4 separate regions of the Mus musculus genome follow, and regions 2, 3 and 4 are each linked to region 1. A link is a contact called in public Micro-C and promoter capture Hi-C data. All regions are on one chromosome and are shown on one strand. The core of a region is the stretch at or near the end of the contact, and the rest is flanking DNA. Distances in the headings are between cores, read along the strand shown. Region 1 holds the start of Kcna3 (potassium voltage-gated channel, shaker-related subfamily, member 3). Region 2 holds the start of Dram2 (DNA-damage regulated autophagy modulator 2). Region 3 holds the start of Kcnc4 (potassium voltage gated channel, Shaw-related subfamily, member 4). Region 4 holds the start of Lrif1 (ligand dependent nuclear receptor interacting factor 1).

The links. Promoter capture Hi-C pulls out the DNA fragments that hold promoters and counts their contacts. Hi-C and Micro-C count contacts between places; a contact is called where the count stands out from the background.
Region 2: a contact with region 1 is called in a promoter capture Hi-C map of pre-B cells. The contact joins the promoter of Dram2 here to the promoter of Kcna3 in region 1. A contact is called at or near these places in 4 of 39 promoter capture datasets (the C10 cell line, cranial neural crest and pre-B cells), 6 of 484 Hi-C or Micro-C datasets (B cells, CD4 T cells, Th1 cells and 3 more), 8 of 115 datasets of contacts at active chromatin or transcription factors (the 230-238 cell line, bone marrow-derived macrophages, effector CD8 T cells and 5 more) and 4 of 9 other capture datasets (adipose tissue, embryonic stem cells, liver and 1 more).
Region 3: a contact with region 1 is called in a Micro-C map of embryonic stem cells, with 2.7 times the contacts expected there. The contact joins the promoter of Kcnc4 here to the promoter of Kcna3 in region 1. A contact is called at or near these places in 1 of 39 promoter capture datasets (cranial neural crest), 4 of 484 Hi-C or Micro-C datasets (all in embryonic stem cells) and 1 of 115 datasets of contacts at active chromatin or transcription factors (large pre-B cells).
Region 4: a promoter capture Hi-C map of pre-B cells shows a contact between it and region 1, with 5 times the contacts expected there. The contact joins the promoter of Lrif1 here to the promoter of Kcna3 in region 1. A contact is called at or near these places in 5 of 39 promoter capture datasets (the C10 cell line, HPC-7-derived erythroid cells, hematopoietic stem and progenitor cells and 1 more), 5 of 115 datasets of contacts at active chromatin or transcription factors (CD8 T cells, effector CD8 T cells, large pre-B cells and 2 more) and 1 of 9 other capture datasets (adipose tissue).

What each region holds. Positions count from the first base shown.
Region 1 is chr3:107,033,696-107,039,441 of GRCm38.p6, forward strand. Kcna3 (potassium voltage-gated channel, shaker-related subfamily, member 3) reads left to right here and starts at 2,467. Exons shown (of 1, transcript NM_008418.2): 1 at 2,467-4,434. The coding sequence starts at 2,728. The coding sequence ends at 4,314.
Region 2 is chr3:106,545,011-106,550,756 of GRCm38.p6, forward strand. It overlaps Dram2 (DNA-damage regulated autophagy modulator 2), which reads left to right and starts at 2,788. Exons shown (of 9, transcript NM_026013.3): 1 at 2,788-2,910. It overlaps Cept1 (choline/ethanolaminephosphotransferase 1), which reads right to left and starts at 2,792. Exons shown (of 9, transcript NM_133869.4): 1 at 2,670-2,792.
Region 3 is chr3:107,456,003-107,461,748 of GRCm38.p6, forward strand. Kcnc4 (potassium voltage gated channel, Shaw-related subfamily, member 4) reads right to left here and starts at 2,896. Exons shown (of 4, transcript NM_145922.3): 1 at 2,199-2,896. The coding sequence starts at 2,888.
Region 4 is chr3:106,718,596-106,724,341 of GRCm38.p6, forward strand. Lrif1 (ligand dependent nuclear receptor interacting factor 1) reads left to right here and starts at 3,087. Exons shown (of 4, transcript NM_001039488.1): 1 at 3,087-3,511. The coding sequence starts at 3,450.

The DNA.
Region 1 (5,746 bases), core at 1,217-3,716:
CATTATCAAATCACTTTGAGCTACTCCCCTGGGGGTACTAAATAAATGGTATGTGTCCCCCTGAAGTGCCACTTTTGACATTGATTTGTTGCAACTGGTTCTGCTGTCCAACAGGGCTGGAACGCTCCCACCAGCCCGTTTCCTATAGGCGAACAAGTAGCCATCAAAAGGCACTGGTTTTCAGTTCAAATAAATATGAATTGAAAGAGAACAGTCAGCAATCAGAGGCAAATAGGCTGCTCTTTGAAATCCAGTATTTATCAAGTGCTCACGGTGATCAGCATGAGTGTTTCCCAGTGTAATATAATACTGCAAACACTAGATTTGGGACCGATCCAAGATTTTAGGACCAGCCCTGTCACTAACCAGCTATGTGAGCTAAACTGCTAAACTTCTCTAGATCTCAATTCTAAGATAAGGGCTGTCCTAATAAGGCCATCAAGGTCTTCCAGACAAAGCAAATGGATGAAAGCAGTGAGAATAGGCATTCTGAAAGAGAGATACTTTACAGCAGGGAGAAACGTGTGACCATCCATCACGGGACCATCCTCTGCTCTCATCTCCTTTGCCTTTGATTAATATTAATTTCAGTATTAATTCCTGCAAAAGTAAGAATAAATCATCTCCCCAGTCAGACATAGAAGTGCAAGAAACAGTCTTTAAAAATAGGGTCTTTGCCTCTCAGTGAGCTCTCCTTGTGACACTCCGTCTTTCCCAATCTTAGATTTACAAAAATAAATATGTAAATATTCATCAACTGTTCCCCTAATCACTGGTTAAAATAAGAAGCTGACCATTGCACAACAGATTGCTCTGAAACTGTGTATTTAAGAGGGATTTAAATGGTTTCCCAGTTTCTTCATCTGACAATAGACTCCACTCTCTGCAGTGCCCAGCACTCAGATGGTTGTAAAGCGAAACATGAAGGAATGATAAAACAAAAACAAACAAACAAACAAACAAACAAACGAAAACCTGGTGCTTGTTACACCCCCAAATGCTGCTCTAGAAACTTGTAGGGTGATTGGACTGCTGGCTCAGCTCTCCCTCGCTCCCCAGCCCAGGAATCACAATAGGGTCCTGAACTCAAAAGAAGAAATATCTCCCCAGAGCAGACAGAAATAAATACAAAGCATCACTTGTTGCAGAATTCAGTACAACAAACAAATGCTGAGATCCCAGGATTTCCAAGTTGCTAACAACAGAAGTTGGGCAAGCCCTCTTTATCATAGTTTAGTAGTTGGGAGAGGGGGTAAGAAAAACATGACGACAGATCACTCTTACATCAAACTGAATTTTCAGCTAACTTCATGGAATGAGTGAATGTCTAGACAATAGTTCCTCTTTTGCAAACGATTGCAATGATTCAAGGGGGTAACAGAATTTTGTAACTCTGGTACTTATACTTGGGGTAGCTAAATGTCTGGGAACAGAAATTATGTTTAAAGCAACCAGCACAATTTAGAGAAACAGTTTAAGGGAGATAATATTTTCTGTAGGCCCATATCAAGCAAGAGAGGCACAATCTGCAAAATGAAGGCTTTCCCACATTAACAGCTAAAATACACTTTCTCGAGTTCCCTACTGCAAGGGCAGGTATCATTGTGTTAATTAAACGCTAGGTATTGGGCCTGTTCGTCACACAGTAAGGTGTGGTGAATTTTCTTTACCATTCCCTCTTATTTTTTTCCACTGCCCTCACTAATCCCAACCAGAAACTTGCCCCTGATTCTGCCCGCACTGAGCTAACCATTATAAAAATGAGGTCTCCAGATGCCTTTAAGGACCCTCTTTTTAGACTGCTGGGAAGACTTGAGACCCCATGTTACCCATTAACCCATTGCTTCCTGTCCAAAAATATCGTTTACTGCACCAACACCCAGGTTTTAGCATTATTCTACCCCTCTAAATCCGGATGCTGGCCCCAGACTATCCTATCCTGCACTAGCCCAGACAACCTAGCCTGCAGCCCCTCCTCCCAAGACATTCAGGGTCTGGATGCCTGGATGCCTCCTTTGCTTGGGACTTTTTGTTACCTACTCTAGTGGAACTTGCCCTTCTTGGCAAAGTGTCAAGGGCCAGGAGGCCTCCCTTCGAGGGATGAGGTGTGGTCCTTGCGTGGGTATAACAGCCCTGAGATTAGGTCTCGACCACGCGCGGGAAGGGAACGCGCGCTGACCAGGAGCGAGCAAGCAGAGCCCAGGAACGAGGTCAGGCGGCCGGGTTCCTCCAAGGCCAGCGTGGCTGGGTAGGGGTTCCGCGGAGTCTGGGGAGTGGGGTGCAAGTTGGCGGCGATCCAGTGACAAAGAAGGTCGAGGAACAAGGGTGGCAAGCGGGAAGCGGAGCGCGCGCGCGCGGTGGGCGGGAAACCCGGGGGCGGTGGCAGAGAGGCGGGCGCGCGCCCCGCGGGGAGGGGTGCGGAGGAGGGAGGAGGAGGCGTCTGGACCGTGCAGCCCCGCGGGCCGCGCCAGCCCAGACAGAGCCTCGCGGCAGCCGCAGCAACAGGCGGCGGGGCCGGGCTCGTAGGGCAGAGGCGGCGGTGGGGCGGGGAGCTCCAGGAGGAGCGACTCGGGCCGGCAGCCGCCAGCAGGGAAGGAAAGCACCGCCGCCTCCCGCGCTCGACCGCCGCAGCCCTCCACCCATCACCGCGCCCACCCTGCACCGGACCCCGCAGGAGGCGGCGCGCGCATCCTGCAGAGCCCCGGCCACGCCGAGCTGCCGCCAGACATGACCGTGGTGCCCGGGGACCACCTGCTGGAGCCAGAGGCGGCGGGAGGCGGTGGCGGGGACCCGCCTCAGGGAGGCTGTGGCAGTGGCGGCGGCGGTGGCGGCTGCGACCGCTACGAGCCACTGCCACCCGCGCTGCCCGCCGCGGGCGAGCAAGATTGCTGCGGCGAGCGTGTGGTCATCAACATCTCTGGGCTGCGCTTCGAGACGCAGCTCAAGACCCTCTGCCAGTTCCCCGAGACACTGCTGGGCGACCCCAAGCGGCGCATGCGGTACTTTGACCCACTCCGCAATGAGTACTTCTTCGACCGCAACCGACCCAGCTTCGACGCCATCCTCTACTACTACCAGTCCGGGGGCCGCATTCGCCGGCCGGTCAACGTGCCCATCGACATCTTCTCCGAGGAGATCCGCTTTTACCAGCTGGGTGAGGAGGCCATGGAAAAGTTCCGTGAGGATGAGGGCTTCCTGCGGGAGGAGGAGCGACCCCTGCCCCGCCGTGACTTCCAGCGCCAGGTGTGGCTGCTCTTCGAATATCCGGAGAGCTCCGGGCCGGCCCGGGGCATTGCCATTGTGTCAGTGCTGGTCATTCTCATCTCCATTGTCATCTTCTGCTTGGAGACGCTTCCCGAGTTTCGCGATGAGAAAGACTATCCCGCCTCCCCGTCGCAGGACGTGTTTGAGGCTGCCAACAACAGCACGTCGGGGGCCCCTTCTGGAGCCTCCAGCTTCTCGGACCCCTTCTTCGTGGTGGAGACCTTGTGCATCATCTGGTTCTCCTTTGAGCTTCTGGTGCGGTTCTTTGCTTGCCCCAGTAAAGCCACCTTCTCCAGAAATATCATGAACTTGATAGACATTGTGGCCATCATTCCTTATTTTATCACTCTGGGCACTGAGCTGGCTGAACGACAAGGTAATGGGCAGCAGGCCATGTCGCTGGCCATCCTGAGAGTCATCCGCCTAGTAAGGGTTTTCCGCATCTTCAAGCTCTCCCGCCATTCTAAGGGGCTGCAGATCCTAGGACAGACGCTGAAGGCTTCCATGCGGGAGCTGGGGCTGCTCATATTCTTCCTCTTCATTGGGGTCATCCTTTTCTCCAGTGCAGTCTACTTTGCTGAGGCAGACGACCCTTCTTCGGGTTTTAACAGTATCCCGGATGCCTTCTGGTGGGCAGTAGTAACCATGACAACTGTTGGTTATGGTGATATGCACCCAGTGACCATAGGAGGCAAGATTGTGGGCTCTCTTTGTGCCATCGCAGGTGTCTTGACCATTGCATTGCCAGTTCCTGTGATTGTTTCCAACTTCAACTACTTCTACCACCGGGAGACAGAAGGGGAAGAGCAAGCCCAGTACATGCACGTGGGCAGTTGCCAGCACCTCTCCTCTTCAGCCGAGGAGCTCCGAAAAGCCCGGAGTAACTCCACTCTGAGTAAGTCGGAGTATATGGTGATCGAAGAGGGGGGTATGAACCACAGCGCCTTCCCGCAGACCCCCTTCAAAACGGGCAACTCCACAGCCACTTGCACCACGAACAATAACCCCAACTCCTGTGTCAACATCAAGAAGATATTCACTGATGTCTAATATATGATACGGTTGCCAATTCTGTGCCCAGTATTGTGTGGAACATGCCCCCTTGGTCTGTGTATGCCCTTGATTTATACATTTCCAGACCACTCATCAAGGAAAGTACAAGAAGTGAGGAAGCACACTTCATTCTCCCTATTGCTTCATACTGAAACAGGTGCCTGTTTTTGCAAGTGGGCTGCATTCTCTCAGCTCTTTTTTTCTCTCTCTCCCTGTCTCTTAATTTTGTGACCAACAAACTTACATTAAGCGTGGTTTTTTTGTGTGAGCCCTACAGCCACATCCTGAGAGGAAGTGAAACTATAGAGTCAGAGTAACTGTTTAACCTCAAAATCAAAAGATAGTTGTTTCTTTACTAAGTAAAGGAGGCGGAACCTAAATGAAGCTCCTGACTGGTGGACTTTTCAATATTATTTCCGGACTAGTTATTGTAACTACCTAACCTCTGGATATGTGGGTGGAAAGTCTAACTAGAGCGTTGACGCGTAAGCCCACTATAAATTTATTTTGTTTTTGACTGATCTTTCAGTTTGAATCTCTCCCCTAAGGACTTAAGGTTCACAATAATTTTGAACCAAAAGGGAAATGCCCCGAATGTCCTGATCTGGCTATTAACTCTTCAAAGTTTGCAAAGCATTTTGAAAACATTAGACACAGATTCCAATGAAGTTGTGAGTTCATGCCCCAGCCAATATCTACGAAAGTCTAGAAACTCATTTTCAGTGCTGCCGGGAGAAACAACAGAAATTCCTGATGCATCCGAGAGATAAGCTTCTGCAGTATCACAGGAAGATTAAAGTGTCAGACACCCCTTCCAGCGGAAGTTACTAATTCGGACCTGACTGATGCAGTTCCCATAGCAACCCGTGTTTCCTGGGAAACCCGAAAAAGGTTGTCATGGCATCTTTTGCTCTCTAGCCCCACCCCCACCCCAGGCCCTGCCGTTTCTACAGTAACCTTTCCAGATGGTTCCTACTTACATGATTTCATAAGAAAAAAACACTATTTGAATAAACCACACAAATTAAGTGTAAGACTATATAGAGGTTAAATGAATCACAAAATGCTTTTTTACATTTTATATAAATCATTGCTGTTATCCCATAATGACTGGATCAAAAAGGAAATTATCATCTTTGGAACGTTACACGTAAGGCATGATCTGAATTAAATGTCAGTTGTTTGGTAGCAATTTTTAAAGATGGTTCTGTACAGTTTTCATTAAGAAATGGCAAGCCAACAGATAAAATGAGAACAACAATATAAACATGGTCTGTACATAAGCCAGTGAGAGTCAGTGTACCCAAAGTATTACTACAAGATACCTTCAGAGTTCCTCAATTTAAAAGAAAAAAAAGAAAAAGAAAAACATCCAGATCCCACAACAGGACTGTCACCATCACAGCACTGGAAAAGCAGAATCAACCTC
Region 2 (5,746 bases), core at 1,538-4,037, 490 kb before region 1:
CAGCCTGTTAACTGAGAACAGGCTTTCATAATTATGAAAGTAATTTTAAACTGAAAAAAAAATTGGCTGCCTGTGGAAATTCAGTTTACAATATTGACCGCTGTGGTAGCCTTTCCACTTGTACTCAGTAAACACCCTCCCTCCTGCTACAACCTGACCCTAGTGCTCTACTTTCCTGTAACGCTTATCTGACTTTGAAGGTTTTGTTTGTAGGGCTTTATTTTGTCTTTACCCTCAACAGTGCTCCTTAAGTTCCATGACCGTAGGCCCATTCCTGTCTTGTTAACATTCTTTTCCCCACAGTCTCATACCACCGTTGACATGAAAAAGAAAATCAGTATTTATTGAGTATGATTCTTCTAGTATTTAATGAGCACTTGGTTGTTCTAGACCTAGAAAGATATAGCAGTCTACGTTCTCAGGAAATGCAAAAGGGTGTGTGAGTGGGGGTGAATGAGTCTCGTCCTCAACCAAGTTATCGTATAAATAACTTTTTGGAGGCATAGAGGGGTCATTTTCTGACAAAAGCATTTTTCCATTAGGCATGGATATATGCTTGACAAAGAAACAATGGTTAATGAATAAATTTACTAAAATCCATCAATTTGTAAGTTTTCAAGTCTCCCATGAAAAACACAGGGTAACAGTGTCTGACCCACTTTAGTCCTGTCATGGACGGGGTGGGAGGGGGCATCTGATAAGTATCACATTTAAAACAAAAACAGAAACAGAAAACTCAACTGCTGAGCAGACCATAAAGTAAACTTACACAATATCCAACTTGTGTGAAATTCTAGAACTTCCCTTCTGCCCCACCCCCATGATCCCCACCCATGTACAAGGGTTCCAGGTTTTTATCAGCACTGATTCAACAGTATGTTTACAAGCATTTCAGTGGGATTCAGTGGTATACAGCTTTCTGACCTCTGCCATTACTTAAAGTAAAATACTAATGGCTGAGACTATTAGGGAAGGGACCATAGAAGAAAAGAGAAAGAAAAACAAGAGAAAGAAAAATAAATAAATTAATAGGATCATAGGAATAAGTTCAGCATTATTTAACAAATGATACATAAAACATGTTTGTCTGGGGGCAGGGGGGCTTTTCTGTACTCAGAAGCAGACAGTACTGCTTAGATCTGGTGTTTTGCTGAAGTGAAATTGTGTGTTCCTTAAAGGGGGAAATAACTTCAGAGGAGGAGGGACCAAAAGCCTAGAGCTGTATTCTTTTTTATATTCTCTTAAAAACAGCACTGCATGGCCCTCAAAATGAGCACCACCAGCATTTCTAGCCAGTTTAAAGAGCAAAATATAGCTGGGTGGTGGTGCACACCTGTGATTCCAGCACTAAGAAGGTAGAGAGAAGCAGGGGGATCCCTGAGTTGGTGCGGATCTGGTCTACACAGCAAGTACCAGAACAGCCAAGGATACATAGTGAAACTTTGTCTAGAAAAAAAACCCAACCAACCATAAAAAAAAGAAGAAAAGAAGAAAAGAAGAAGAAGAAGAAGAAGAAGAAGAAGAAGAAGAAGAAGAAGAAGAAGAAAGCAAAATGTAGTTTAGAAAAGAAAGTGCTATGCAATAAAATGTAATTGGTAATGTGAGAGTCAGATTTACCTACTTCGTTTCTTAAAAGGAAGGGTTGTGTCTTTATGACCAGCTGTACAGGGACTTCAGTTATTCTCAGCATAGGCTAAATATGTAGCAAAATGATTTTGAAGCTTCAAATCTCATCGAATGCCAATAGTTTTAAATTGGTAATGCTCCAAATGTCTTATACAGTTTCCTTGTGTTTGAGCCAGTCAATTCAACACACATTCTGAACACATTCCTGACAGTTGTAAAGTAGAAAGGAAATATTCTAACAACTTACAAAGTTCCTATACTCGTTGAAAACTGACTATGAATTTGCCTCCTGCTGCAATAGACGTTGCCTGGTGAGTTAGAGTTTTAGCAATGCCATATATTCAACAGCAATGATACAACATTGGTAAAAACTGGTATCAAAATGCCAAGCATCAAACTGGAAAACTCAAACTCGGTAAAATGTAAAGCTTGAGGTTCAGCCAAGCATTCCTGGGAACACAGGCAAAAACCCCAGCAATCTCCTTCTAAGAACGCGACTGAAATAAAACTCTAGCTGGCAATCTCTGAGCCTGTCAATATGGGTTGAAATTTCTAGAAAAGTTGCCCAACAAGAAGCGTGGCCCGAGCCAGGAAACATCACTAACCGCCTCCCAAAAGGACAGCAAAGACCGCACAGGATGCTGCACGGTTCTTGGACTTGGCAACACCGGGCCAGGAGGGTGTGGACCCGCCAGACAAGGTCGGTTCCGCGAAGCCAGCGCCCCAGCCCTCGGCTCACCGGGGGTTAGCCTGGGGTGCTCCCTCCCACGACCACGGCTCGCATACCGCGCAGGCGCCCCTCCACCTCCGACTCCGGAGCCTTCGGGACTGGCCGTCGCCCCTCGCCGTGCCCACAACCCCGCGCGCGAGGCCACCCAGCGCCAGCAAGGACGGCGTTCCCCTTCAGCTAGTCCGTCCGCAGCTACCCAGTTCTGTCTAGCCCAGAGCCTCCGGCCCTCGCTCCGCTCCTCCCGGGACAAAACCGCCCCGCCACGTCCGCAACATCCCCGCCCCTTCCCTAGGCCGGGCCCCCGCAGCCTTACCCCGAACCCAACAAGCACAAGCCTAGAAATAGCAACTCCGACTCCAGGCGACTGAGTGACTGATAGGCGGCAGCACGTTCACGACACTTTCACGATTGCCGTAAAGAGGGGGGACTCAGAAAAGGTTGAGGCGCGCCTCCGAGCTACTCGGGAGCGCGCCCCGGGGCTCCGCCCAGGCTCCTACAGTGGGCCTGTTCTGCACTTTGAGGCTGGAGCTGGCTGGTCGGGGACAGGAAAGAAGGTGAGTGGGAGGGGGAAAAGTGCCTGGCCTGGCGCTCGGCAGGTTTTCTACTTGGGTGCTGTGTCGAAGTGTGGTTCGCAAGCCAAGAGCGAGGGCACAACGCGAGCCCCCTTGGTCCCACGGGCGCGCGAGCCACGCGAACCTCGGTAGCTTCACCTGGTTCCGTGAACTTCGTGACACCCACGACTAGAGTCGCGAGCCAGCTCCGGGAACCCACGAATCACGGGAGATGACAACTAGGCTGAGGTCTCCGCGTCCTACTTTTTCTCTTCTTTAGTACCTCTACCACCACTTCATCCCAAGCGATGCGTCGTGCCAAGCATGGTGTCCCTTATATTTTTCTGGTGCCAGGGACAGTGAAACTCTTGTACTACAAGACTTAGGAGTGTGTGTGCAAGGGGTTGCTTTTGTTGAATCAACTAAGGAAACCTTTGCCCTAATACCCTTTGTCATCCCTGTGCCCTTATTTCTACTTGGTTGGGGCTGAGGAAGTTCAAAACTGAGACCAGTGGTGACCTTGTGTTTACACAGAGCTCTGTCTCCACCCCATGATTGTGTTTCAAAGGGAGTGGTCCCTAGTTGAAAGGAAATCACAAGTCCTGGGAATCCTAACAGCTGCTTTCCTTTGTAAAGCACTGAGACAGGAATAAGTTTTCCAGCTTTCCCAATTTTAATTTACATACCGAATGCAACATTTTTTTAATCTATCGGGGCTGCGTTATCAAATTTTAATTTATTGGCAGTGAAACTAGATGCTTTGAGATTAGCCATTGGAAAATGTTACATTTGTCAAGAGGCCATATTAGAATTTAGGAAAATAGTCCTTGTTATGCTTTGTTTGTGGCCTGATATTTCTATTCGCCTCTGAAAAAAACCTGGGGCCACCTGTTCATTCACTTGGAACATCCAGAGTTTACACTTTTGTTATTCTTTAGTTATTACCACTTAGAAGAGACAACATTAAAAAGGTTCTTTTTATTACCAGTGGCTTTTAAATGCTTATGAAAATAAAAAATGTAACTGGATTTCTGACTCATGGAGCTTCAAAGTAAGCAGAGGAGATGGGTAAGAGATGCAAAAAAATTTGTTAAATATCCTTACTGTTGTGTGAAGTTTTCTTATATATTTTTAAGTCATCTTAAAGCTTTCTTTTTTGGTTCTGGAAATTGAACTTAAGGCCTCTTGTTTGCTATGCAAACACTCTTTAAAAGGGTTCTTGAATGCTTTGACCCATAAAATAGTTAAACATTACACTCGTAATCCTGTTGGTCTGAGACTGCTCTCACGTTTCCTTTTTGGAGGGGAAGGCACTGGACAGTTGTTAGTCTTCCATGTTACTCTTCCTGTCTACTTTGGTTTCTCACTTGTCTCCGAAAGACTCTTAACAATATTTTAAGCCCTGCCTTGCTTCTAAGCAGTCAGTTTAAACAGCTAGAATCTTCAAAGCCTAAACACATACAAGTATTTAATACCTCAAAAAAATTATATGCAGCCATGTATGGGTAGTTATGACTGCAATTTATGAATTGTTATAGTATTTTATACTTATATTTCACATAGAATACTACATCCCAGAAATTTGAAATTTGCCTGAAACTCAATAATTAGAAAGTGTTAATTATGGATTTTTTTAAAAAAAGATAACATCCAGGGGTTAGGGAAATGCTGTGCCAAACAATAAGAAAATTGACTTCCTACAATTAAAACTTTTTTTAAAAATTACCGCTGATAGATCACTATTATAAAAGATCTCAAGCATTAGGTCCTTAAAGGAAACATTTTGCTCACAGTGCTGCATTCTAGTGTTCAGGCCACAGACACTGTTGGTTCATTGGCTAGTATTTGTGTGCTGCTTAAAATCATGTGTTTGAAATGATAATGTATCATCTTTGTATATAGATTTCAGGATTTGAAAAGGGAACCGGTTTGGGCAGTTGTGAAAATTGACATTTTGAGAACAGTTTCTCTCTCACCTTATGAAAAGACCACCTTAGGAAGGAACCTAACATCTGTTATCTCAGTATTTGAATAAACCTCACTGAAACAGCTATTCTTTTAGATGGCTTAAAATATGTGAGATGGCTCAGCATGTGAGATATTTACTAGCAATGCTGATGGCCTGAGTTCATTTCCTGGGACACATGTAGTGGAAAGAGAAAACTGATTCCTGGGCATGTATACACCCACCTCTAACTCCACCCCAACCCCCATTCTACCCCTACCCCTATCCTTACCTCCCATACATATAAAACAAAAAATTGAATGTAATCTAAAAATATCAGATAATATTAAAGACTACTATTAACTGTATATCACCAGTATGTTAGGGTCTTTCCTTGCTGTCACTCTAACTTCTATAACAACTCTCTAGCAGAGTCTGCTGGACTTTTCCATGATAAAAACATGTCCCGTACTTTGTCTAGTTGCTAGCCACTAGCCTGGGTCTGAGCATTTGGATAGTGGTGACTACAATATAGGACTGAAATTTGAAATTTTATTATATATTAATTTAAATAACTGTACCTTTCTAGTAACTACTGTGTGGTACAACTTTTGACGATATTTGCATTTTTCAAAGGAAGAACTAGCTCAGATAAATTCTGAAGCTTGCCCAAGATCCCGCAGCTTTACTTTTAAGAAGATTTTGCGGAGGGGAATACTTGTTAATTTGGAAATGCAGATTGAATGGATGGAGGGGAAGAAAAGCAGTTCAACCAGGAATGGAGAATCTAAACAAGAATGGTTACACTATACAGTGAGTAGAAGGGAGGAAGGAATGACTTACAGAAATAGGACTGCCATCATTTGGTGGTAGCATGTGAGCATTGTGGGGAGA
Region 3 (5,746 bases), core at 1,646-4,145, 420 kb after region 1:
CCCTGCCATCAGCTTCTTCAGTGGGAAGAATACGTAGCAGTTACAGGAGTAAAGGCTTAGGTACGAAGGAGCCCTGGCTTTGATTCACAACCCTGCCACCAGTGGTTTATTTGCTGCCAGCCTCAATCTGTTAAATGGGCACTGTATTAAGTTCATTAGGAATAATAGAGATTAATGTATTATCTTCATGGCAAAACCCCGGAATTAGGATGCTTGGTGAAGAGCTGGGTTCCCCCCACCACTTTTTTATGAATTGCTTATTCCCACTTGTGTGTCCAGGAACAGCTCAGAATTGGCCTCTGCCTATGTTCCTCCGCTGTGGGCAAGTCTTTTGGCTCCTGTGCCAGCCAGAGCGCCACAGCATGATCCACATCAGCATTAATGATCTGGAGGTTGGAAACTCAGGGTGGCTTTGGCAAGACAGTTTATGTGTCTGAATCTTGGTTCCTTCCCTGCTTAAATGGGAGAATTGACCTTCTACTTGATGGTAGAGCCTCTCATAATTCCAGAGAAGGGCAAAAACTGAGCAGAGGTCCCAGAATGCTCTGAAAGAGTGCCTGGCTCACTTAGTCAGCTCTTCTAAGAACTGTTTCCCTGGCTTGTCCCCTTTCTGCTTCTTCCCTACCCCCAACTTTGTCTCAATGACTTGTGCCTGACTCGCTTTCCTAGTAAAGACAAGCTAAAGACACTGTCAGGGGTGGTCAGCTCACAACAGAGGGGCACTGGTCAGGGGCATCACTGTGTTCCTGCCTTCCTAGCTGATTTTAGGATGACAAAGCCACAAAACAAAGCAGCGGAGATAGACAGGGGCTTGGAAATCAGACTTACAGTGGCTACCTCAAGCCCTCGTCCTGCAGGGAACCTCTTGCTAAGACCTCTACCCCCTTTCTCTTCCAGGTAGGAGATGCATTACCTTGGCTTGGTATTTACACCAGACTAACCCATCCCTTTAGCTGCAATCTTCAACACTGAGCTCTCCCCTGGGTAGGAAGTGGAACTTTTCCTCCCATGATTAGGGTGAGGACCAGCCCATGGGGTGTTAAAGAGAGGTAGTGAGAAAGGCTTTGAGACTCATTAGCATGACAACTTGGGGTGCCAAAGGAATCAATCAATCCAGCCTCGGCTTCCAGAAGCATACCCCAGACACAGCAAACACACTGAGCATACCCCAGACACAGCAAACACACTGCTTTTCTCTTTTTCTTTTTTTCCTTGTCTCCCAGACAGGTTTTAGGTGAAGGCTATGAGATTAGATACCAACCTCCAGGCTTTTCTATTTTTAAAGTCTAAAGCCTTCTTCGGGGTTTTAGCTGCCAGGGGAGAATGAAGTGAGTGAATAGATACATACCTTTCTAGGGCCCCCTCCTACCTTCAGGACACACACTAGGTCTTGTCTAAATCAACCTGTTTCCCCTGCTCTGCACACGTTCATCTCCAGTGTAACCTGAACCAGGGCTTTCTGGGAAGCCACTTTGTGCTGCAGCAGAAACAAAAGAGCAGTGACAAATCTGGTATCATCACCAGGAAGCTTGTGGCCGGCCACTGTCCTGGGATCCTAAAGTGGGAGGCTTTTCCTGTCTACTTCTCTCTCCTGTCAGCAGCAGCCAGGCTGTGACTGAGGTACAGAAAGCCTTGGGACATGGCCTGCTCCTAGGAGAAAATGCCCTCTCTCAGGAGAGGGGGCCTGTGTTCTGGGGAATCTCTGTCCTTTATGAGACAGGTATTCTAGAAACTATGCCCCCCCCCCCTTTTCTGAAATCCATAGGCGCCTGCATACAGAGCTGCTGGCAGGATAGAAACAGGTTAAGTGTCCTACATAATCCACGGTTCCTTCTCTTGATCCGGCCTCACCCCTGAAAAAGGCCAAGTTTAAGCTCTCCAGGACTTTGTGGTCCTGTGGAGGGCAATTGTGCTGATCAAAAAGGAGTGAGAAATGCTCAAGTTGAAGGCTTGCCACTCACTGAGGGGCATGTGCCAGAGCAGACAGCTCGGATCAGGTCCAAGTAGTAAGTTAAGTGTGTGCAATTTCCTGATGGAGCATGCAGGAGACCAAGGAGGGTGGGTGTTAGGAGGCAGGTAGTTATCGTCTGCCAGGTACGTCAGTCTCCTTCCAACCCCCTCCCCATCTGACCTACCAACACTAACACCAAGAAACCCTTGGGCACGGAGATGGGGAGATCCTGGCTTCTGCCACTCACCCTGGCCGCCCGGGATGAGTAGGGATCCTCGAAGAGCGCCCACATTCGGGGCTGCCAGCCACGGCACCCTCCGGACCCAGCACCAGGGCCAGAGCCTCCTTCATGGGGGCCCAGGCGCTGCAAGGCCAACTCCCGCTCATCGTCGCCAGCCTCGTCGCCTGGCCCTGCGCCACCCCCGCCCCCGTCCGGGCTCTCGAAGATGTCCAGTGCCTCCTCAGCATCGCGGTGCTGCCGGTAGGTCATCCAGCAGCAGGGTTCCACATCTGTTTCATCGATACCCCAGAAGGTGAGCTCTTCCTCAAAGAGAGGCCCACAGACGTCTGCGGGGCAATGCAGCTTGCCCGTACGGTAGTAGTTGAGCACATAGGCAAAAACACCCGGGTGCCGATCAAAGAAGAACTCACAGCCCCCGCCGCCGCCGCCGCCGCCGCTGCTGCCGCTGCTGCCTGCACCGCCGCCATCCGACTCTGGCCGACCCCCGCCGTCGGGATCCGCCAACCAGGCAAGGCGGGTGCCCGGTAGGGTGCGCAGGGTGCTGCGGTAGGTCTCATGTCGCGTGCCGCCCACGTTGATGATGATCTTCTCCGACGCCTCGCCCTTGGCCATCTCCTCCTTCAGACATGTTTTGGACGGAGGCTTGTTCCCCGACTTGCGCCCGCGGTAGGAGGAGACACACACCGAGCTGATCATAAGAAGCGCTGCGGGGCTCCGGCTTGGGGCGGCCGCTGCCCTCCAAACACCCTTCCCAAGGAGGCAGCGTCAGAACGGGGAGGGGGAGGAGACGACAAGGAGGAGGTGGAGGAGGAGGAGGAGGCAGGAGGTGGTAGCGGCCCCTTCTGCGGAGTGGCTCTGCCCCTGCCTCCCCCCCAACCCCCCCGGGGCGCGGAGCAGGAAGAGTTGGCTTTCTGTGGTGCACAGGTGGTTGGGATTTAGGCAGGCAGAACCTAGTGGAGGCAGGAGGTGAAGACCTGGGTCGAGGACTCAAACCAAAGGGTCCGGGGTCCCAGGAGGTAGGGGCAAGCACAAGGATGCTCTGGGCCGGGGACACGCCCCCCCGACCCCAGAAAGGCAGAGAAGCGCACAGTCCCAGAGCACTGCGAGGGTCCGCGGCGCGCGCGCTCACACTCACACGGGCCACCCTTTGGCTCCTAGAACGCGGCGAGCCCGAAGGCGGCAGGGTTTCTCCGGGCGGCGGCAGCGGCGGAGGCAGCAGCGTAACAGCAACAAGTCCTCGGAGCGGCTACCGGGGCCGGGCGGATGCTCCTACGGTAGCCAGAGCTCTGCGGGGCCGGGCAGTGTGCGGTCAACTCGAGGCGGCGGTGGCGGGCATGTGGCCCGTTCCCCCCATTCATAAATCCAGCGCGGAGCACCGATGGCGGGCGGGGTTGAGTCGAGCGAGACGGACCAGCGGGTGGGGGTTGCTCAGGACCAGGCGGCAGGAAAACAAGCGCGCCCGCAGCAGCGAGCCTGGGTCCTGCGTCCGTGGCCGGGAGCTGCGCCGGGCTGGATGCAGCGCTGCGGGGGCCGCGCCGGGACGAGGGGGGGTTCAGACGGGGCGTCCTGCGCGGCGCAGAGCCTGGAGGGCGGGGCTGCTCTGAAGAGCCAGGCACCGGGTGCTGGCGGAGTGTCCCGGGCGGTGGCCGAATGGCCAAGGACACCTGCAGGCTTCCTGGGCCGCGCCAAGAGGGAGCCTCAGCGCAGCGCCCCGGCGCCGGGTTCCTGAGATCTGGCGCCGCCGGGAGCCGCGCCATCTGCGCGTCTGCCCATCTCCGGGCGGGGCGCCGGCCTTGGCTCCCTGCTAGGGGCGGGCGCGAGGTGGTCTAGGGAAGGGAGCGCCTGGGCGCCAGAGGAATGGGGCTCAAAGGGCTCTGCGACTCCCTCCCGCGATGACAGAGGATGCGACGCTCCAAGTGGCGCCTTTTCCTCTCGGCCTCGCCTGACCAGGGCGCACCCTCCGCGGGGCGGGGTGGGCGCGGCGCTGCGAGGCGCAAGGCCGACCTGGGGCGTTGCGGAGCTCGGGCAGCAGAGCTCAGCCTTCATCCGCGCATCCCAGCCCAGCGGAGGCGCGTAACCCGCTAGCAGCCAGTGCCCAGCGTCGCGCGCCGCCCCTGCGCGCCTCCGCTTCCATCCCCTCTCGGCCCCACTCCCCGCCTCTCCGTAGCCCTCAGCTCCACCCACTGCAGCCCTTGGTGACACCTGAGCGCTCCCGACCCCTGACCTCTAACCTCTCTCTCTTCCTGTCTGTTTCTCTGCACCTCCTCACGCAGAGTCTAACCTGTGTATCCCTTACAGCTAAGCTGGTTGTATTGTTGCAGTTTCACTGTTTCATTGTGGCTGACTGGAAGCCAGGGTGGAATAGAATGGCAAGACTACATCAAGGAAGAGCCTCCTTCTCTCCTCCTCCAGAAACCTGGTCAGACCACCATGGCCCCATCCTGCGTCTTGGATGCTCTCGATCTTGATATTTATGATCTCTGACATATTCACCACAGCCTCCACCTTGGAGCCAGGACAGCACGGCCTTGGGCAGAGAAATGTTTCTGGGCTAGGTGGAGAGAAGTCCTAAACCTGCTGCTCTCAGTAGAGAAATGGTTTATGAGTGTGTCCTTGTGTCCCTTAAGATCATCAGGTTGAAGGCCTGGCTCCCTGTTGCAATGAAGGGAACTTAGGAGGTGCCATACTCTGCCTCATGCTGTCTTACTGTCCTATTACTGTCCCAGTCCTTGCACTTGACTTCTCTCCCAGACTCCGGGTTCCTCTAGGCTGCACTGTGTTTTTTCATCTTGATAACACCCACAGTGCCCGCCTCTGAGGACCCATTTGCTAAGTAATTGAGAAGCTGCCGTATCCAAAACATGAAGCATTAGACTTTGTTGGCCATCTCCCAAAAGCAATTTCCAGATTCATTAGTTTTAGGGCTTTTTTTTTTTTTTTTTTTTTTTTTTGCCTAGAACCACACCTACATTCCCTCTCCATCTCCTCCTCCTCTCTCTGCTTCAGTTACTCTGGGTGATACAGGGAGGATTTTTAAACAGAAGTGCAAGGTGATTGACACATCATACCTGATACTACATGTGTGTACCATCTGTTTTCTGGAAGGGGCAGCACTATTCATACTGGGCAAACAAAATGACAATAAACTATCCACCAGCTGGGGCTTTTCTGTTTTGAGAGAGGCTAAAGGTCCAACGTAAATGCAAGGGATGTCTATAAACAAAGGTCTTATCATTATTGAGGCTTTTAAAAAACCCCAAACCAATCAACCAAACAAACAGACCAAATGATCATCTGTGGTGACATGTGCTAGCATGCAGGAGAGGACCGGACCTTTCCACCATCTTGACTGGAGTTAGAAGCACTCATCTGTGGGCAGCCTCTTTGGGTACCTGCTTACTCTTACATCATGTCTGGATCCCAGAGAAGATCGAGGACTGCCTAGGACTGGATGGAGGAAGGAAGCACTACCAAGAGGATACTGACGTCCTGACTGTAATGATGACATTAAAGTCCTCTCAGGATTGTGTCCTGGCCAAAAAAAAAAAAAAAAA
Region 4 (5,746 bases), core at 1,837-4,336, 310 kb before region 1:
TAACTCTGTCCCTCCACTTGAGGCCATGTCTTATCTACTTGAGGTGGACTCTTTCAGTTACCTTTCCCCAGTGTTGGGCATTTTGTTTGAGGTCACACCCAATGAGTCCTGAGAGTGTTTCACCTCCTAGGTCTCTGGTACTGATACTCTCTAGAGGGTTCCCCACCTCCCACTCCCTGAGGCTGCTTATTTCCATTTATTCTCTAGGCCCTATGGGCTTCTCCCCTGTCCACTTCCCCCTCAATATTTGATCCCGTTCTCCTTTCCCTCCTCCAGTCTCCCACCCGTATCCTTCCCCCTTCAGAGTGGGGTTGAAGTCTCCTCATTTGGGCATTTCTGCTTGTTATCTTTCTGTAAGTTGTATCCTAGATATTCTGTACTTTTTGGCTACTATCTACTTATCAGTGAGTGAGTACATACTATGCATGTCCTTTTGATCTGAGTTACCTCACTCATGATGATATTTTCTAGTTATATCCATTTGCCTGAAAGAATCATGATGTCTTCATTTTTAATAGCTGAATACCATTCCTTTGTGTAAATGAACCACATTTTCTGTATCCATTCTTTGGTTGAGGGACATCTGGGTTATTTCCTGCTTCTGGCTATTTTTGAACATATTTCATTTGAAGATGATTTTTTAAAACACTCAATAGATCTCACCAATGTACATTAAAACCCAGCTACATGTAATGATAATTACTGAATATATATTTTGCAAATTAAGAGTGAGAGACATAGAATCTTCAGACAAACAACCTAAATTTAAAACTTAGCTCTACCAATTACCAACTGTGTAACTTCCAGAGAGTTGTTTGCTCTTTCAATGGCTAGTTTCTTAATTTCTTAATTTTTTGTATAATGATTTTACTGGGTTATTTTTGCCATAAATGAGTGTCTATTTATAATGCACATATCAGTGCCTAGAATATGCTATTATGTATACATTTTGTAGAGTAATAATAGGTAAGAGGTAGTAATTAAAATCATGGGAAGGGATATTATCAGCTGGGGACAAATAGTTTTAGAAAATAAGAGAAACAAGGAATGAGAACTCATTTATTTAATAAACAGAAATGGACCCTTATAACACACCAAGTAGATCAAAAGTTAGAAAGAAAAGCATATTGCTGTTTCTTCAAGAGTGAGAGAATAATGATGTTGCTGACTAAAGATTTTAAGTGTGAGATAAACTGCATTAATTGTAATAAAGAGCTGCAAGAATTGTTTAATAAGCATGTAGGATGCTATGATCCAACTCCCAGGATTTTCTTCTGATGTGGCTATGGTCTTATTATTATAGTACTTGGACTCTTGCCAATAGGCATGCCTCAAATATCAGCCTCTTTCCATAATTGCCTTGGCTACAGAATTCTTTCTTAAATGTGGGAATGAAACTCCATTTTTCTTTTGGTCACAGCATGGGTGCAGTGACTGATTATTATAAGCATAAACCCTCATGTTTTCTTCCTCTACAGGAAAAAGTTTGAGGGCTATTTCAGAATTGGACTGAGGCAGAGAAGATTTTTGTTGAAATGTATCTCAGGCTAATTTCTCTCTCTGCCAAATTTTTCTTTCACTGAAACTGATAATCTAATAAACTTCTTGTCCTCCCAACATCTGGATAGCACAACCTGTGATAATTAGTCTTGAAGCTTTAACCCAGATGAATAAGAAAAGCCCGACTGGAAAATATAATCAATAAATGGCAATTGATAAGATAGCAAACAAGGTAGGCAGCCTCCCAAGTGCCGTACCCCCCCCCCCCACACACAACACACACACACACTTAGACACACACAAACTCTTAGAGAGGGTTCTCACTGTATAACCCTGGCTAACCTGAAACTCACTTTGGTGACTAGGCTGACCTCAAATTCAGAGACCCACCTGCCTCTTCCTGAGTTCTGGAATAAAAGGTGTGCACAGCAATGTGTAGCAAAACGCATTTGATTTTTTTGTTTGTTTGTTTTAGTTGTTGTTGTCATTGTTGTTTTTTCCTAGTAACTTTGATTACATAGACAAAAGATGCCATAAAGCTTGAAAGCATTAAGGTCTGCCTATCTTTCCTGATGTCTTTAGTATGAGAACAGGGTACTTTATTGTCAAATAAATGTGCTATACAAAAATAGGAAAATGATACTTTCTCTTGACATATCAAAACCTGAAGTTCTTAAAAATCTTTAACGTTTAGCAGTTAGGGGTATGAGTAAACCTTTCTTCTTCCCTTTTTGTGAGACTAGATTTCATGTAGTTCTTGATGGCCTTCTACTAAGTAGCCAAGGGTGATCTTAAAGCCCCTATCGTCTTGCTTGTACTTTCCAAGCGCTAGAATTGCATATGTGTGTCACTAAGCCTGGTAATTCCATTTTTAAATAACCATATAAACCTTCAAATTGTCTACCTTATCAGTGTCCTGAATTTGAACACTGCAGCATACAAGATTGCCTATGTCAAATAAAATTTTATCTTTGAAAACACTTTCATAATATTCCACACCTAATTAAACTATAATTCCTCCTACCCATTAAACAGTATGATCCCAATTCTCAAATAGTCATTAACTGCAGGACTCTAGAGAATTCTTAGAGCTGGTTTCTGGAAATTAAGAGTTTCAAAAAGTTTATACAGGGGATTTAATGCACAGACACTCAAAGAATTGAATACATGACAGTAAGATACAGTTTTAACTGAGGTGTTAGTGTGGGAATGGAGAAAATGGTTAATCGATTAATGTAGAGCAAAACTTCAAGAAACAGAAAAAAATAATCACTTCTAGCCATGAGAAGGGAGATAAAGGTTTTCAACAATTTATGGCAACTACCAAATGCCTATCTGTGTCTACTGAATAAAACTGCTAAGGAGGACATTATTACATTGGCTTGCAAAAGCGCATGTACAAGTGCAGACAATTTAAGCCTGACACCGGAAGTATTTCATTTCATGTAGGCAGTGAAAGCACTTTCTCTTTTAGTTCCTCCTTTGATCCGGAAGAAGAGACCTCAACCTTCGCTGTCGATTGGACCACGTCATAAGGGCGGGGCCATGGCGATCCATTCGCCTTGGTAACCATATGTGACGTAGCTGTATGCCTAGGATCCCTGGCTCTAGGAGCTCGGTTTTAGTGGGCGCAGACTCCGATCAGGCCCTGTCGTGGGTGGTGCTATTGATGCCACGCCCCCCACGTCCTCTCTGACTGGCTGTGATGCGTCACGTAGCCAGAAGAGACTCGCCGGAAAACTGTGAGCTTGCCTGAGGTAGGAGTCTTCCGGCTTCTACAGCCACTTCCCACGGAAGCTGGGGGAGCCGCCCTCTCAACTATCTCCCGTCACACCCTTCTGTTCGCTCGCCTCAGACGCTGCCCTTCCACACCCGTGCTCTGGTTCGCGCCTACTTGGGGACGCTGTCCCCCCAGTATTCACTGCCCTATCCCCTCCCACCCATCTAAAATGTCTAATAGTCTCCAGAGCGTCATTCTGAAAACCGCAGAGGAAAAGTCAGGCTCGCGCTGGTAAGTACCAGTTCCCAGTTCTTCAGGCGCCCGCCCACACCCTGTGACTTAGGTTGTCATGGCCGCGTCAGCTGACGTTCAGCCGCGCGCACCGGGTGCTAGCTGCGGGGATGTGGGAGCACAGCGCCATCACAGCACACCTCCTTACACCGCACCCACTGCACACCAGTGCAGAGCCCTTGGCTCCCAGTCCTCTCCAAAATGTAAAGCAGCCCGCGATTACAACGCAGCTACCATCTCCTGGCCCCCAGCGCGCCCTACGCCACCCGCTCGAATTTCATAGGCGGAACAAGTAGATACCCACGGAAGTAAAACCAACTTGGCGATGCTCCAAGAATCTCAAACACTTACCAAAACACCCATCGTGGATTAGCAAGTGCAGCCCCGCGGCGCTGTAACTTCAAGTGAAAATAGTCCCATTTTAATGTACTTAGAAAATGTGTTCTAGAACAAGGGACTTTAGTATTTGAAAATTTCAACTAATATGGAGAAAAGTAAAAACTTGAAATGTGTTTTTCCAGGTAACACATTTGAAACGGGTCTAAAAGGGGTGCATCTCATTGGTTGTCTCTACAAAGGAACAGTTGGAACACTGTATGGCTCTGGTTAGGTAGGAAACTCACTATAGCCAGGACTGTCCACAATACAGCCTGGGTTTACCTCGTGTTAGGATTACAAAGGGTTCTGACAGTCTTTGGTTTGGAAATGTATCACCAGTAACATTTTTCTTTTAATTTTGTGTTAATCCAGATGAAATAAAAGCAGGAACAACAGAATATTCCTTAAGGAACAATTCTTTAATTTATGCTTTCCAGAGTTAATGAGTGCTTGTTGAGAAGCAAAGATTAGTAAGTCTGTAGAAGGTAAATGAACAACATAAAATCTAAGAGCAAAACTGATGAAAGGGGATTGTGGTTGAAAAAAGAAAATCTACCTGGTGTTTATTGCAGCTTTGTTTGTTACCATTTATGAGACTAATGTTTCACTTTCTAATAAAAATAATGGTATCAGGGAATATTTTGATAACAACAGAAAAGAAATAATTTAAGAAAGAAAGGATTATTTAAATATTTGCTCCAAGTTTAAGAACATGAATTTGTGTCCTGTTTCTAGGTTTCTTTTAGTTACAAGTATATACAAACCCAAATTGCAATGAAAAACCAATAGTGATTTTAAAAAAAACACACACACACATTTTCCTTTAAAACAATGCTCTAACAAAAACAAGTGACCATCCTGTGTCAGCCTTGCCAGTAGCTGAATCTTTAGGAAGCTGTTACTATGCAAGTACCCCCCCCAAAGTCATTAACAGTAACTAGTGAGCTGTTAACATAGAAAGAACTGTTATATAGCAATAGAGACGGCTCTTTGGTAGTCTGTATTTTGTGGAAATTTAAAGATAAATTGTATCCTATACAGAGAAGCAAAAGTAGAAGAAATGCTTTTTAGTCAATAATTTTATATGTTTTACCTGTATATGATATATTATAGATGATATAACTTATGTGTTTAAGATCATATTCTTTTCCAGTCCTATAAGATTAAGTGGTGCATTAAAGTTTTTTATTATGCCCTTGGGCTCTCTTTTAAACACTTTCTAACAATTTTGGCAAATTTTTAAGTCAGAAAAATATCTTAAATTCAATTATGTTTTGGTTACTTTCAACTTCTTTAATTCATTGGCTTATTTTCTTGTGCCTTGTTATATTTTCATGCTTTTATTTCTTAAATTTTCTGATATCATAACATATTCGGAGTAGTATTGTCATAGAGAATATTTATTACTTAATGTATGTAATTTAATCAAGCATAAAAATAGGAAACTCAGTTTTATAAGAACAATGCAAAAATCTGTATATTTGCAGTGTAGTAGTCATTTAATTATTAAGATTTGCATTGAATTCTTATTTACTCAGTTGTGTACCACAGGTAGCATAATAGCTCTAACGTTTGCTTTGGTCTGGTAACTATTTCATCTATTGGAGATTGAGTGTGCAGAAAATTTTTGGAATAGGATTGATGAGATTAAAATAGGTTTGAGTAACTAGTGACCGTGCTGATTTAGAATGAAGATTGTATTTCAGATGACTTCAGAAATCCGAGGGCTTGGATAAGATGGTAGAGAATTAGATTTAAAGAAATGGAATAAAAATTACACATACCTTATTAGGAAATTACTAAGATTTATTGAGAAGCTTTCTTGTCAATATTTGTGAATTAAATGAGACAAAGACA